2 separate regions of the Ovis aries genome follow, and region 1 is linked to region 2. The links are chromatin contacts, called in public Hi-C maps. All regions are on one chromosome and are shown on one strand. The core of a region is the stretch at or near the end of the contact, and the rest is flanking DNA. Distances in the headings are between cores, read along the strand shown.

Evidence for each region. Hi-C and Micro-C count contacts between places; a contact is called where the count stands out from the background.
Region 1: a contact with region 2 is called in a Hi-C map of liver, with 6 times the contacts expected there. The contact joins two enhancer-like sites. A contact is called at or near these places in 9 of 16 Hi-C or Micro-C datasets (hypothalamus, liver, mesenteric adipose tissue and 5 more).

Annotation. Positions count from the first base shown.
Region 1 is chr21:22,496,097-22,501,781 of ARS-UI_Ramb_v3.0, reverse strand. All of the region lies in intron 12 of NAV2 (neuron navigator 2), which reads left to right. Among named protein-coding and RNA genes, the nearest start is that of DBX1, 200 kb to the right of the region's middle. Within about 2 kb of position 1,756, at least 5 of the 54 cell types and tissues checked have an H3K27ac peak or open chromatin away from gene starts, as enhancers often do. A contact at or near this core is called in liver, where this site is marked.
Region 2 is chr21:22,367,969-22,373,173 of ARS-UI_Ramb_v3.0, reverse strand. NAV2 (neuron navigator 2) reads left to right here. Exons shown (of 40, transcript XM_060403976.1): 31 at 408-508; 32 at 2,585-2,680; 33 at 4,378-4,546. Among named protein-coding and RNA genes, the nearest start is that of DBX1, 68 kb to the right of the region's middle. Within about 2 kb of position 3,758, at least 3 of the 54 cell types and tissues checked have an H3K27ac peak or open chromatin away from gene starts, as enhancers often do. A contact at or near this core is called in liver, where this site is marked.

The DNA.
Region 1 (5,685 bases), core at 507-3,006, 130 kb before region 2:
GCTCGTGCTTCTCCAGGTTGATCCCTCTGAAGTGATCTTGGTTTTGGGGTTCCTGGGAGGCTTGGAAGTTCCAAGTCTCCCGTCGGACACTGGTCAGGTCTCAGTGATATTCGGGAGGCTGAACCACCATGGAAGGGTGGAGACTGCTCTCTAGACAGATCTGTAGGGCCTTGGGCAAACCACTTGTCCCTAATGCCCTGCATTCCTTTTATAAACACTCACACATCAAAAATCCAGGGACCTCCCTGGAGGGCCAGTGGTTAGGACTCTTTACTTTCAGTGGGAAGGGCACAAGTTCAATCCCTGGTTAGGGAACTGAGATTTTGCAAGTCATGTGATATCAAAAAAAAAAAAAAAAAATGGTGCTCCAGCATGAATCCATGGGCCCAGGGTAGCCCATTGTGTTAGTGGTGGAACTGGGCCAGGTCCCAGTCTTTCAGCCTCTCTGTTCTTCCCTACTTCCCTTGGTGTTTCCTCACTTCCCTTGGTGATTTGTACAAGTCTTAGCAGTGCATGAATTCACAGAAACCAGGAATGCGTGGCCCCTTCTGATATTTTCCTTGGTGTTAAAATTCATAGGCAAACCCTGTGACCCGTTTCCCTGGGCAGAGTGAGCGAGCACGGGGGGTCGTGCAGCGGGCAGGATTCATTTCCCGAAGTGTCGCTGAGCACATGCCAGCTCTCCTCACCTGGCTGTGACATCATCTGACCCGGGCGGTGCTGCGGACTGGTGGCTCTGGCTACCAAGATGAGTTGTCTGTCCCCAGTGGCTGGGGCGGCATCGCTTTTGAGCACGTCTTCTTCCCCACACCGCAGACTTGCTTGATTTACTGAGTGTGGACAATAACTCAGCCCTTGTAGGCAGCTGAGCAGGCAGTTTAATCAGAGGAGAAAGAACAGTTGAGCTCAGGACATGGTGAAAGTAGAGAAATTCTCCAGCTTCCCAAGCCTGCTCACACCACTGTTGGTGTCAGTGACGATAGATTTAGCAGGCAGAGAACAGAATGCAAAAAAAGGTTTCCTGGAGAACAGCCCCGTGGAGAAATGAAGTGTGGTCCAACTTTGACATGGGCAGCTCAGACCGTTACTCGTAAGAGCAAATGTTGGCCTAGTAATTTATGGGGAAGAGAGAGGGGGAAGAGAGGGGGGAGAGGGGTGCCTTGTCTTCTCAGGAACTGGGTCCCGACTGCTTGGGAAATTCCTAGCTTGCTTTGAGATTTGATCCCTTCCCACTCCCACCCCCGACCACAGAATCCTGCGGGGAAGGAAGGGGAGAAGTGAATGAAAGTGGGTGCTCTGGGGAGAAGAAAACCCTCTGGAGGGGCCGCCCACCGCCTGCTCGCCCATCCTCAGCGACATCCTCCCATGCATGGGCTCCCCTGGGCCTGGAAACCCTTCCTGGGCCTGCCTTCTGGGGAGGCTCCAGGCAAAAGGCAGTAAAATGCCATTTAAAAAGTGTTTATGGAGTTTGTTGTGTACTGGAGACCGTGCCGAAGACAGGAAGGCTGAGGGAAACGAATGAGACACAGAGCATCCCCGAGGATGCTCACAGAACAGGCGGGTGACAGGTCAGTGTCAGGACGGGGGAGCTCCGGAGAAGGGAAGCAGCGCCTTCCAAGAGGACAGTGAGCGGAGATGAGTGTGTGCTGTGAGCTGGGACCCATGGCGTGAAGGCCAGCCTAGCTGCTCTGCTCTGGGCTTGGTGCCCTGGAGCACGCTCCCGGGCCCGTCTCAGAGCTCTTGTGTGGCTTCAGTGAGTTCATGCCCGTGAACTTGGCCCAGAGTCTGCCGGCTGCATGGACAGAGCACTCAGCACTGTGTTTGGTGTCCCCCACCAGCAGCAGTGATAGCACCTTCAGGACCCGTGAGCTGAGCCTTGAAGGATAAGCAAGCAGCCAGGCAGACGGAGGTCAAGAACAAAGGCATGAAGACATATGGGTGCCGGGCGTAGTTCTGTAAGGGTGGTGCCTTGTTTGGGGGTGGGTTGGCTGGAGATTCAAGACTGGCGGGGGTGGGCTCAGGCCAGGAGCTCTGCGTCCAGGGAGGGGTGACGCAGCTCTGGGTAAGGCCAAGGCCCCAGGAATGGGCACATGGAGTCAGAGAGACTCTCTTCTAAAACTCTGCCTGACCTGGGGGCATGGAGATGCCAGAGAGTCAAGGTCAGCTCCCAGGCTCCGGCCTGCGCTGCACTGTCTGAAATAGCTGATGTCTGTCCATCCTTTGCCAGCTTGCCCTCTTGCCTCTTGGCACCGCTCACTGCCCTTAGACTGTCTCAGGCCTGCAGGCCACCCCCGGACCAGGGCCGGCTGAGTGTTTCAGCACTTTAGGAAAACTCCACTCCCACAGCCTTCCAGTTCTTGCCCGGAGGAAGCTCCGGGCCCAAGGGGGAGGCTGACCTGTGCTCAACAGTTAAGTCTAACCCAAGACAGATGGTGGTAAATGTTCACATTGGGAGGCACGATGTGGGGGGTCTGACAATAGGGCAGGCCCCGAGGGGACCTCTTCTGTTCTCACTTTCTTCTCTGGGGAACGGGCTTCCCTCATCTACAGATGAGAATATTAACGTCTGGAGTTGCGGTGACCAATTGAATGAGGTGACACGCGCACTGCTGCTAGACCCTTCCAAACCCTTCTCGTAATAGTGATGGTGTTGCCCAGATTAAATGGGATAGGATGCACGTATAATACCCATTTCAGGGCCTGGTGCGGGGTAACAGTACGTACTATATCCCATTCCCTTCTTCCCTTCTGTTGGAACAGACTTCCTGCCCTTCACAGGGCTCTTTGTTGGTGAGCATCATCAACGCAGCCGCTTTGGCCTTACTCAGATCAGCCCCACCTATCCAACCAAGGGAAAGTGTCCATTAATCTGTGCTGCAAAGAGACTCCATTTTTAATTATTTCAAGTCAACAAGTTTTTTAACAGGGGTCTCCTCTGTCCCAGGCTTTGCTCTGGGGTGTCTGACTGACAGGATCAGTTCTCAGGCTGACCATTTGGTACGCCTTCTTTTGCGATCTCACTTTTGATCGATATAGATCCTTCGTCAGGATAAAGCAGGGACTGTGAGCTCACAGTTACCAAAGGATGCTTACACATGCAGGGAAAACAAATGCCAGCTCTGCAGCCCTCGATGGATGATGGAGTAGGAGCTAGTGTATATCACACATCTTCTGTGTGCCAGGTACTATATATAACCCCTGAACTTTATAGGAGGTTTTCATTTTACTGATAAAAATGAAGAGCCAAGAGGCTAATTGTTAACTTGGTTGCTTGTAAGCGCATGAACGAGATTTGTAACAGATGGCTGCCCTTCTCTTCTTTCCCTTCGTGTGCCGGCATTTCATTAAGATCTCGGTTCCTCTGTTTCTCCGAGCAGAGTATTTTCTGCTTCTCCAGGACTGCCTTCTCTGATAGAGTCTGCAGGCACCTCTTGCTCTACTCTGTGTTTTGCAAAGATGCCTTTTTTTTTTTAAAATGTGTTCATTCGTTTACTTACTTTTGGCCGTGCTGCGTCTTCCCTGCAGTGCGTGGACTTTCTCCAGTTGCGATGAGCAGGGGCTACTCTCTAGTTGTGATCCACGGGCTTCTCATTGTGGTGGCTTTTCTTGCTGCGGAGCACAGGCTCCACGGTGAGCCGGCTTCAGCAGCTGCAGCACGTGGGCTCGGGAGTTGCGGCTCACGGGCTCCAGAGGGCGGGCTCTGTAGTTGTGGCACATGGACCGAGCTGCCCTGTGTATGTGGAATCTTTCCAGACTAGGTATCGATCCTGCATTGGCAGGCAGATTCTTGAACAGTGGGCCACCAGGGAGATCTGCATGCGTACCTTGAATGGAGAGATTATGTCACAGGTAGAACTGAAGGTCCTCTGTTTTTCCTGTTTAGCCTTTGCATGGCTCTTGTCTAGAAAACCCAGTCGTATTTATCTTTGTCTTCAGCTTTTAGAGCACCGAAAGCACCCTTTCCAGCTACTTTTCAAGGGCCAGCAGCTACAGAGTGGTTCTACAGATTTATGATGGCAAGGTTGGAGGCCACCAAGTTCGAGTTGAGGTAAAGATGAAAAGAACCATTTGGATGAGGTTGGGAGTATTTTGGCCCTAAAATAGACCATATGTGCCTGAACTGAGATCAAGATAAGAAATTGAAATTTTGCTGGGAACTCATGATCCTCTCACCATGCTGCTCTGGAGACATGGTTGAATGGAAGAAACTCTAGATTCGTGGTCAGAAGATCTGACTTTCATATTCCTTGCTTGCCAGCTGTGTGACCTTGGCGAATCGGCTTCCTTTTCTAAGCCTGTTTCCCACTTATTGAGCGACAGGCTGCCTCTTCAGTGTACATAGGAAAGGAGATAGTGTTTCAAAAGTGTTTGGCACATACGGAACGGTTGTTCCTTTTGGGGTTTTGGAATCATTGCCTCTATTTGCTTTCCTGCTCTTTTATCCTACTTAGAATGTTAATTAAGATGAGGTAATACCATTTCTTATTCTTGAGCACGATAGCCAGATACATGCTAAGTGGGTGAGAGTCTGTCTGTGTATTAGGGTTTGTCAGAGGGAAAAATGATGTTGCATCTCAAGCCCAAAGACAGCCTAGAGGCGGAATTTCCTCTTCTCTGGGAACATCTGTCTTTTATTCTCTTTTGACTTTCAATGGATTAGATGAAGCCCACCCATATTTTGGAGCATAATCTACTCTACTCAAAGTTTACTAGTTTAAATGTTGATCCCCTCTAAAAAGCAGCTTCACAGCAGTATCTAGGCTAATATTTCCCCAAGTATCTACGTATCACAGCCTAGCCAGGTTGACCCATAAAATTAACCAGTACAGTCTGCCAGCAGGCTATGTAGTGTGATCAGTAGGAATGAGTCATCTGGGTCAGGAGGCGGCTTACCTGTGGTCTAGAGACAAAGAGCAACACAGCTTGTAGAAACATCTGTGAGGGCTCGAGGCTAATAGATCCTACCTGGGATATGACCACAAATCATGAGTCTGTGCATGCCTTGGAAAGTCATCACAACTCTTCCAGAATTCCCAGGTCCTGATAAGCAATGTCCCCAAGAAGTAGAGGTTTTGATCTTTCCGCTTAATCCTGACATGGACACCTCTGGAAGGATGATGCTTTTTTTGAGACTCCAGACTAAAATAAGATTCAGAGTCTAAGGAGAGGCCCATGTCTGTCTCCAGGATCTCCCAGCTATAAATCAAGCCCATACTCACCTCCTGATCTTGTAACAAGCTGGAGACGGGGGTCTGTGTCTCTCTTTGCTGCATCGTTGGGGTCCGTGTCCCAGTTCCCAGAGCTTTGTACTTGTCATTGCCCAGGCATCTGTTTTGAAATGAGAAATCTCACGTACTTGAACAGTGAAGTTTAAAGGGTAAAGACAGCTCAAGTTGTTAGAAACGTGGGGCAGAATAAACGTGGTGTTGGCTCTGCTGAGCTGGGAAAAGGCCACGTCGAAGTCAACCAGCCCGCCTGCTACCGTGTGTCCTTTTGCCTGCCTCGCAGCGGTGGTGCTGGAATTCACAACAGCTAAGCTGCCCTGGGGTCTTTCTCGTGGGCTGGGCGCTCAGTGGAGCTCGCTACATGCATTATCTCACTTGTCCTTTACATCAGTTTTTTGAAATAAAGGCTGCTTTTCATCCTCTCTTTATGGTTGAGGAGACCAAGCTCAGAGAGGTTAGG
Region 2 (5,205 bases), core at 2,509-5,008:
ACCCCCTCATGGTAAATGGTCCCACCTGGGATGATGGCTTGGTTTATGACCTTCCTGCCTTGGGGCTGGATTCTAGGCTGGCTGGATAATTAGCGAGCGCCATCTAAGTTTTCTTTGTAAGCCTCCCGAGGCTGACGCTTTTGATTTCTTATCCATGAGGCTGCTCTTGCTATCATTCTGGTTGAGTCTCCCTCGCACTTCCATTCAGCAAGGTGCATCGTCAGCCTGCTGGCTCCTTGGTTGGCCCGCTGTTGGTTCTGTGGTTGCACTCTCCATGCTGCCCCTCCCCTGCCCCTGCACGGCGACACCCGGTCTATCCTGCTGCTGCGCCAACCAGCAGCAGGGGTGTCGGGAGGCCGGCTTCGCTGTCCCATGTGCCTAAGGCTGTCGATGTTTTCCATTCGCAGACATGTTGCTGGATGACGCTGGTGAATGCTCGGCTCGGAAGGAAGGAGGCAGGCATGTTAAGATAGTTGTCAGCTTTCAGGAGGAAATGAAGTGGAAGGAGGTTAGTTGGATCCCTTACCCTGCTCAGCCTGCCCCTTCCCCAGGTAGAACTGCCTAGCGTAGTGATTCCATCATCACACCCATCATCTCGGAGCCTGGGGTGACTTAGAAATAGTACTAATGCTTTCCCTAACTAACCCTAAATCCCCAGCAGCATTTTGATACCACAAACGTGAACAAACAGCCCTTCCCTATCTCTCGTGTTTGGAAAATTTATAGAGTCCTTAAAATTGGTCCAGGTTGCCCTACTTTTAAGTATCTAACTAAACATTAACATCAGTCAGAAATGGCTTTTCCTAATTTAGTATGTTCCCAAAACTCTTCAAAGGCAGCTAAGCACATTTAGCACAGAAGGTACAGAAATCAGCTGACCAAATTCAGCTGACCAACAGCACCAGTTTTATCTAATCGTCAGAGGTTGCTGACCAAGTAGACCCTGGGAGACAGAGGTAGCCAAGCCCAGGAGCACACAGGTGCTAGCAGTGGAGATGGTGGGACATCCTGATTTGCTGAAGCTGGGGCATCTGAGTTTTATGTTCTCTTGCAGGGTCCAGAGGTCATATCCTCATCAGACTGTTCTAGGGTGGGGGGCAGGGGTTGATAATCAAAGTTGATTTTTAGTCATTGGTTAAATCCAAATGATGCTGGGAATGACCACCTCTCACATAAGTGAGAGGCCTCATGAGCCTCTAATGCAAGTCCCTTGAAGTTTTTGCTTGCTTATTATTTCTGAGTGTTTTAGCCAACATGCTATTAAAAGCTCTGAGATCTTGGGAGCCCAAAGCGGCCATCAGAACACAGCGTCTCTAGCCAGACTTCTCTGCCAGAGGATTCCACGTGTGGCTGGCCCTCTAGTCTCACTGAAGAGGGGGGCTGCTAGGGGGTCTGAGCATCATCTAGTTTAGAAAGATCCAATAAACAACTCCATTTTCAGAGCTCGGCTGGTAGAGTGATAGATTACCCAGGTAGAAGTCATTCTTATAACGTATGATACCTGTGAATGCCTTTTATTCTAATGATCATCAACACACACAGATAGATCTAACACCTTATAAAACTTTGTCCCTTTTCAAAATGGTGTTGTTCTGGGTCACCACATCTTGATGAGGTTGGCTGCCCAGATTTTATCATCTCCCTTTTACAGTTGAGAAACCCAGGACCCCAGCATCACTTACCTAAGGCTGTAAGGGAAGTGGTGGGGCCAGATCATCTCACTGCAAGACAGGTGCTTTCTTCTCTGCTGATGTTGCTCAGCTGGCAAATATATCCCCAGCTCTCCCCTCTTCTCTCTACCCTCCTAATTATTATATTCTTATCAGCATGTCAGATATTTTAAAACCAAACAGAATGGAATGTTCTACTAGTTTCCTTTAGTCAGTGTGATCAGTTAGCCCCTACTATGCAGAGCTCTGTGGGCAGGAAGGCAAAAGAAGTAGAAAAAGATTTTTTGTGTGTGTGAACTTCTGGGAGTCTTACTGGTTTTCAGAATTGAGCATGTTTAAAATTTTAACTAGAAGGAAAGAAATCAATATTATTAAAAAAAACCAGAAGAAAAGAAAAAGATCCCAAAGGAATTTAAGATTTAACAAGGAGACAAACTTGACAGACAAATAAGGCAAATACCTCAAAATAAACAAGTACAAAATATATCATCATATAAGTTGTACACAGAACTATTGAAGCAGTGTGAGTGGTGAGCCTGGTGGGTTAATCATTGAAGGCTTCCTGGAAGAGGTGAGTTCATAAGCAAAGTTTGGAAAGGGAGAGATGGCAGAAAGGAGAGAGGAGAGCATTCCCCACAGGGGATATGTGATCTACATCCATATGAGGTACACCTTCAGTAAAAGGTTCTAGATTCTAGAAAGGAGACCCTCTCTTCCTGACCCATGGGTTGTGATAGAGCAGGAAAGTGTTTAAGACAGTTGCATTTAGTCCAAGTTATATCTGGTGTTAAAGCAAACAGGACTTGTGAGCCCCTCTCAAGCCACTGGTGGAGTTCTAAGACAATCCAAGTCCTCTGCTAACCTGAGTCAGAAAGGATCCACCTGTTTTTCACCTGTGGACATCTCACCCTTAGGATTCCAGACCGCACCTCTTCCTCATCGGCTGCATTGGAGTTAGTGGCAAGACGAAGTGGGACGTGCTTGATGGGGTGGTTAGACGGCTCTTCAAAGTAAGTGCTTCGTGGAGACAGCCACCCAAGTGGGGGCCTGGGCCTCGGGATAAGAAAGGGTGGTTTGTTCCCTGAACCTGGTCATTTTTTGGCCTGTGTCCCTTCTCCCACATTCTTCCGTTGCTGGGACTTATGCCTGGTTGTCAAGGGAACAGAAGGAGGATGCTAAGTACAGACTGGTGACAGGACCAACAGACGAGAATGCCTGCCCTTTGCAGAGGCTGGCCAGCCAGCGAGGGGCATTTCCCCAGCCTGGAACCATTGCACGAGCCTCTCAAAGTGAACTGCTAATGGCCACATTCTGTCTTCACCTTAGACTGTCCTGTTGGGTGTGTCTTGAACTGTGTGTCCTGAGTCCGGGGCCAAGACATCCCATTTCCACCCCTCATTTTGGTGAGGGGATCTAATCCACCTCGCCCAGTGTCCTGTGCCAACATTTCAGAGTGTGATTTGTGCTATGTGTGACATTGACCTCTGACCCACGGCTAGTGTCAAGGATGTTGGCACAGTTACTTTTCTGTTCGTTCTAATCACATCATTGGAGTGGGTGTTTGCCACAGGAGAAATAACTAATGAGCATCTAGGTGAACCTTGGTGTGTTGGTGATTTGAAAGAAGCTTTTAGTACATTTTTTGGTCTATTGCCCTAAAGTACGTCAATGACCAGAGTGTTCATTCATCACATCCCCAAGTATTAATAATAGCCCACATTTTTTGTGTGTCAGAGACCATATTGGTCTGATTGTTGGTCTGATTTCGAAATCTGACTTTTAACCTAGTATGCTCTAGTTTCCCAGCATCTAGACTGAGGTGGCACAGAGAAAATTCTGTCCTTGGACTCAAGCTTGCTTCCCATTTTGAGCAGACCAGTCTGCAGAAGTGAGACGGGGTAAAAGGCGGAAATGGCTTAGGGCAGACCATGCCTGCTGCCCCGGCCCGAACCTTGTCTCTGTTCATGGGCAGTTGGGACATCCTTGGACTAAAATGACCACAGATCAGGCTGAAAAGAGCCAGGGAGGTGTCACAGGTGAGAAGTGAGACCATTAAAGGTAGCAGCTTGTTATCAGGATTCCAGCTCAGTTGTTTGGCTACCACAGAGCCCACGGACTTTGTTCCAAGGTCATTGACCTAAAACCTCTCACTCACTCACCTAATCTGGAACACTTTCCAAATTAAACACGCGTTTGTTTATGTAAAATTCTAGAGCTGCTTTTTTTTTTAGCAGCCCGGAGTTTTGTTCCCTTTGTCATTTAGTATGGCCCTTGACCTGAGCCAAAAGAAGGGGCTGGTGGAGAGATTTCTTATCAGAATTTTCATGCATTTCATGCACTTCTTCATGCATTTTCCAGCCCCATTCACAGGCCCCAGTGTCTTTAAAACTTCAGCTGAACTTATAGGAAAAGCACCATAGCTTCCCTGCTTGGTTTATCCAGACTACACGTTCACCATCTTTTTAGGGTTTGCCACCCTCCCATCACTAGCCACATAAATCTGTGCTTTAAGGGGCCTGTGATGCGAGGACACCGCCCCCTCCATTGAAAGTCAGCTCTTCTGCCCCGCCATTCCACAGGTCAGTTTCAACTCAGGCATCAGCTGGGGAAGAGGAGAAGATGATCATAAATCACCCAACGAAAACGTGGGTCTTCCACAGATTTTTTTCCCACATCTTTGACGGGGTCTTTATTTGATTTTTTCCAGGAGTACATTGTCCACATTGACCCAGTGAGTCAGCTGGGGCTGAACTCAGACAGCGTCCTTGGCTACAGCATCGGGGACGTCAAGCGCAGCAACACCTCCGAGACCCCCGAGCTGCTTCCCTGCGGCTACCTGGTCGGGGAGAACACGACCATCTCCGTGGCAGTCAAAGGTAATCCGGCCACTTGCAGAGGGGGAGCTTCCAGAGTTGCACTTTTTGTTCTGTGACTTGGCACAGGAACCAGTGGCCAGGATTTCATTTGTGTGTGTGATTGTGGGTTGTATGTTGTTTTTCCCCTGCCACCACAGTTACACTTACCTAAGCAACAGTCTTCAGTGTTTTCAACCACCGTTGGAAACAAACGATTTTAGTTTATTGCTGAAATTACATAACAAGAGGTCCCATTAGCCTTATGACTCTGACATAATGGAATCTTAATGTTGAAATGGGGCTCTGCTGATACCTGTGAGTTACTCTTGCTGGCAAGCCTTGGACGCGGTCCCATTCTACAGATGGGAGGCCACAGGGCGCTGTGGCCAGGGAGGAGTCACTCAGAACAGCCCGAAGAAATGCTGAAGCTCCTGCCCACGCAAGATGCTACTCAAGCTGCTGATTGCCTCATCACCCAAAGAGGCTACACCTCAGGCCAAAGTGTATTCTCTGGAACTTCAGACTCACAGAGTATCTGGGGGGGGAGGGGGAGAAATTTCATGGCCAAATAATTGTTATTCCCATCTGAGTTTGGGGGTGGGGAACAGGAGCATATGGGTACTCTAAAGCCTCTGTCCTTTAATGTCCTGGGGCTTTGCTGGTGGCTGAGACAGTAAAGA